Linked DNA regions of Gossypium raimondii: region 1 is linked to region 2. The links are chromatin contacts, called in public Hi-C maps. All regions are on one chromosome and are shown on one strand. Each heading gives the region's core, a stretch centred on a gene start, on an enhancer-like site or on the middle of the called end of the contact. The rest is flanking DNA. Distances are from core to core; before and after follow the strand shown. Region 1 holds the start of LOC105779982 (transcription factor AS1). Region 2 overlaps LOC128040426 (secreted RxLR effector protein 161-like).

Evidence for each region. Hi-C and Micro-C count contacts between places; a contact is called where the count stands out from the background.
Region 1: a contact with region 2 is called in a Hi-C map of leaf, with 2.8 times the contacts expected there. The contact joins the promoter of LOC105779982 here to the enhancer-like site in region 2. A contact is called at or near these places in 2 of 2 Hi-C or Micro-C datasets (both in leaf).

What each region holds. Positions count from the first base shown.
Region 1 is chr4:12,130,298-12,132,997 of ASM2569854v1, forward strand. LOC105779982 (transcription factor AS1) reads left to right here and starts at 1,341. Exons shown (of 2, transcript XM_012604028.2): 1 at 1,341-1,538.
Region 2 is chr4:12,024,153-12,026,852 of ASM2569854v1, forward strand. All of the region lies in intron 1 of LOC128040426 (secreted RxLR effector protein 161-like), which reads left to right. Among protein-coding and RNA genes, the nearest start is that of LOC128040426, 7.9 kb to the left of the region's middle. Within about 2 kb of position 1,264, the one cell type or tissue checked has open chromatin away from gene starts, as enhancers often do. A contact at or near this core is called in leaf, where this site is marked.

The DNA of each region.
Region 1 (2,700 bases), core at 91-2,590, 110 kb after region 2:
TAAAATGTTTTAAACGTAACAACAATATTTCAAAAACACTATCGTGTGACGTTACCAGATACGACCATAATGTTTAGGCTGGATTTAGAGAGTTACATACTATAACATAATTTTCTTATATCATGCGGTGAACATATTTAATAATTACAATAATATAACATATTTAAAAACTAATGATAACTTTTTTATACAACTAATTCATGAAAAGAAAAAGCACTTAAAATAATTAACAAAGTTGTAAAAATTTTGCAAGTAGTTGGAAAGATTTTTTTATTAGGTGTCTAGTTCTTAATCCATCAAGTCAAATAACTATTCATAACAGTAAAATACAAGAAAGTAATGGTCTCCACATCGACACCCATATCAAATCAATTACTTATTTGTAACAACAAAATATAAGATTCTTAAGGAAATATTGAAAATGGTTATTCACACCTCAACACCAATGATTATTGAGTTCCTACTAGACAATAAATTTTAAATGTATTATTCAACACCTTTAAAAAACTTACACCCATGAATATACTCATAAAAATATTTTAAATAATAATTTTTAAAAAGTGTAATTAGATAATAAATTAGTTTTAGGTATCAAAATAAAAAATAAAAACAAGAAAAATAATTTGTTGAGTAAATTAAAAATAGTCATTAAATTTTGGTTATTTTTCTATCACTAAATTATGAAAAATTATATTTTGATCATTCGTCTATCAATCGTCGTTACAATATTAACGGAAGAGTGATATGACACGTTAACTAATTTAATTCTAGACTATAGTTAAAATATCTGATTTGGTCCTTGTATAATTTTTAATAATAATTTTTAAAATTATAAAATATCAAAAATTCTTAAAATTCATAAAATTAATTAATTGTTTTTGAAATTATAAAATATTTTTAAATTTATAATTATGTAAAAGTTAAAAAATCATAAAATCTAAAATCTTTAAAAAATTAACTTGTTAATTTAAATTTCAAAAATTATAAAAAATCAAAATTTCTTCAAAAGAATTCTGAATTTTTGTTATTTTAATTTTTGAATTTTTTTCTGAAATTATAATTAGATTAAAAAATAAAATTTCATAAAATTCTAAAAAAAAAAAACCAAGAAAAGCAATTTTTTTGAGGTATTGAATTAAATAAAGAAGAAATAATAATAGAGTTAAAGTAATAAATAAATATAAAAATAAAGAGAAAAAGGGACGTAACGTATCACTGACATCTGAGAGGTGCTTCTGAGCGGAGCAGAAGGTCGAGTCTACATCATACTCGTCTCCTTGTGCCGCGAAACGCGGACTATAGTCCCCCCCCTCCCCCTTCTTTCTTTTCTTTTTTTTTTTTTTTCTCATTTTATTATCTTTCTCCCCCCATCCATCCCCCTTTGTTTGAGAGAGAGTTTGTGTGTTTTGGTTGTTTGGACTGTCGGCTTTGATTTTATGTTCTCCTTAATCCTTTGCTGTTCTTGTCGGAGATTGTAAGCTTGAAGATGCAACCAACACAAAGTTTAAATTTGGGCACTTGAACACAAAGAAAATATGGTGAGCTCTTTTATCCTATTTTATCCATTAGTTTTTAAGTATTTATTTCACATTTTCTCTTTCTGTTTAATCCTTGTTCTGGACTTCTCTTTGTGCTTCCTAGAAGCTATTTTTAAGGCTCTGTTTTGCTTCAATTTTATTAAAACATTTATCTTTCTTTTTTTTTATCTTTCTTAGTTTTCGCGGCAGCCAAACGTTTACTTAGTTGAAGATTTTGGTGGCAGCTCCCACACATAATTTCTAATTATTCCCAGCAATACTTGTTTGATGATAATCTTAAACATAATAAACTGTTTTTTCCCCAGTTCTTGAAACTGGGTTTTTCAGTAATGTCCCGGGCCTTATCCTGGGAATATTTACATTCTACCAAATCAGTTGATGAACCCTATTATTTTGCCCTGCAGCTGTAATTTTCTGAAGATTTTGTGTCATAAATATGGGAGATGAGTTGAATAAATATATTGCGGGTTTGTACAAGTCATAACATCCCTGTTTGATTGATTATCGATATACCATCTCTACTAGACTCTTATTTGGTTTGCTTGTCTATATCTTTAACACATTTTTATGGGATATTTTAGTAGATTAGTTTTAACTAATAACTTAAATAGTTTGGTTTATAGATGTGTAAAGATGAAAATCTCTGTATTGCCAGCTGTTGCAGTACAATTAGGTTGTAATCCAGTGTCAGGGGCCGCTAGCAAGTTTTATACGACACAAACTTGGGCATTTTATCAATTATTGTGTGTATATATATATTATCTTTTTCCGCATTGTTTTGCTGACTCCACTACAGATTGTTGTCACTGGCTGTATGATAGCTTTTGCTATGGCAGAATTGAGTTTTGCTTTCAGTCATTGTTTAAGATCACTCCTCTTGTGATACTTGATCTTGTTTTTGGTATTGTAGTACATCTTGTCTTGTTTCCTCCCCCGGTTCCCCTTGTCTTTCTGTGCAGTGATTGGTAGTATTATGTTACTTGTACTTTGTACTTGACTTTATAATCAATGCCTAGTTGTACCAACAGTTATCAGCATTTATCCACGCATCTTATTTAACAGCATGATTGTGCATCCTCATTTTGATGATTGGCTAGCCATCTCTTTTCTTGGCCTACCCGAAATTTTGTCAACTCTTAGTTGAAACTAATGGAGTTTTAGG
Region 2 (2,700 bases), core at 14-2,513:
ACTGATATCGTATCAAGGTTACCAGTCCAGGCTAAACCAAGGATACATATAAGCCGAGAATCCACAAAAAATGTTGGATCTCATATAACCATGAAAATCACTAATCATTTTCAGATTTGACCCTAATTGCATGCCATACATATCCTAATCTTTTACTAAGTTTACACGGGCATTATTACTGTAATCATATCATTTCAATCCCTGTAACAACATTTACATGTCATACCAATCTTATTAACATCCCATTTCCGTTTTGGTACCTTGTACCTATTCATAAATACCATAGATTTCATACTTTGCAATTTAGCCCAATTGATGCCAAAAATCACCAAATTACATTTATAAAAACTAATAAGCAAAATAAATACAATTTAATCATAGCATGAAACAAAACAGTAAGTTTCATATGAACTTAACTAACAAAACAACAAATAAACAAGTTTTTAAGGATTAATTAGCAATTTTGCCTTTCCCTGATTATCCTCAATTTGGTTTAATTCTCGATCTATACAATAATTCGATTCAATTTATTAATACCAATCATTTTATAACAATCCCTAACATGCATGTACCAATTCAATTTAATTTTTGAATGCCCTTAAAGTTTTGCATTTTATTCAATTTAGTCCTTAATATCGAAATTGCCATAAATTTCAATTTTGAGCTTCGATTTTGAAATGGATATCAATTACATCCTTTTAGAGCCCTATAATATCTAAAATTACAGAAATTTCACACAAAAAGTCAATTTTTACACTTTGGTTCTTATGAACAAAACTAACAATTTACACTTTACAATCTAGTCTTTTTTCACATCTAAGCTTAAAATCTATCAATTTAACACCAATTTCATTAAGAAATATTTTAAAATTTTTAAAAATTGGTACATGGGCTAGCTAAATTAGACTCCCATGACCTCAAAAATATAAAAATTACAAAAAACAGAGACTTAATTGAACATACCAAATCAAGGTTGAAAGTTTGAAAGCTTTCAAACCCTATTTCTCCTTTATGCTACGGTGAAGAAGAAGAAGAAGAGCAAAATGCCTTTATTTTTCTTTTATACTTAGTTTAACTTTTAATTAATCTTAATTAAACTTAATTAAACTAACCTTAAGCATAATTAACAAGTTTGGTGTATTCCTACACCAAGGTTGGTTGGCATGAATGGCTATTCCATTCATACCTTATTTAACGCAACAGTCTTATTCCATTGTTTGGTTTAATTGAATGAGTGAAACGGTCGGGTAGTATTACAACCTCATTTCGGCCTCTCACGGAATACCCATTCTATGCTACAACCAAAGAATAGCCATTCCAGCCTTTTACTCAATAGCCACCAATTTTTTTCCCAAAAATACCCCAAACCAAAAACATCATATTAACCATAATTTTAGTTTATGAATTATATCTATGGAAGAAAAATCAAGAAGAAACAAAAATTAAAACCCAATCGTTATGATTCAATGCTTTCCCAACTTCGATTTCATCCAACAATGCTATTTTCACAGCATTAACACAAGGTCTCCTCCACTCTGACATGTTCCAAACCGAATAATAAAATTGAGAAAATAAAACAAAACAACCCAAATCGGAAGAAAAAAACTGTGATTGGCGGTGGGAAATTAACAGAAGGGAGATTTGCATGTATGGATTTATAGGCTTTGGTGGGCTTTTAGGACAAACTAAACAAAAAAATTGAAAGAGTAGGTGGAGATAAAGCTTTGGAGAGGAAGATACATGAGAAAAAGAGAGGGCTAAAGAAAAAAAAAGGGGGCGAACTAGATAGAACTCTAGAGAAAAGAAAGAGATAAAGTTGATCGACGATGGGTAGAGGCTCTAGATTAAAGAAACAAGGTTAATGATAGGTGAAGCAGAAAGGAATGGTCTGGCGTATGTCTTGGCAATAGAGGGTTTAAAGTGGAGGGAGTAGAGTCACTTGATGGGGGATGTGCCAGTGTTCGCGAAAGGAAAATGGTGGAGGAAAAGAGAGTGGTTGGTTGGTGAAATGAATTGACCAATGACCAAGAGGGTCTCCTCCAAATAAACTTGACGGTTAAGGGAGCAAAGAGGAAATGGAAGGGGAAACCTGAAAGATCCCATTTTCAAGATCAGCTGGATTGTGAATATTGGGGGCAATTAGGGTCCCTAGAAAGTTAATGGTTTTATTTATTATTGCATTTATTTTTCTTTATTAGTCTTTTTTTTTTGGTTAGGTTGTTCTTTTGCTGTTATGTTTTGTTTGACTGTATTTTTTCCCACTTTATATTAAATGAATCCAACTAGTTATTTTCAAAGAAAAATATATAATAAAATAATTTTAAATATGATTTTAGAATTATTTTAAATTTATAAAATTAAATTTATTGTTAAATAATGTTTTATTATTAAATATAAAATGTTAAATTATTTATTTTCAAATATTATTTTTGACATAATATTTATAAAGTTATTAAGAAATAAATCATATTTTTATAAATAATATATTAATTATACTATTAGATATATTTATAATATATGTTGCTAAATTATTAGCATTTAATTATAATATTAAAATTTCTAGATATATTATTATTTTTATGAATTATATTAATTAAATTAAATTTATATGAACATTTCTTGAGTTTGTAAATATAAAATAAGAATATATTCGAGTTAATATGAGAATATAGTAAAGATTAATTGACTAATTTAACCGAA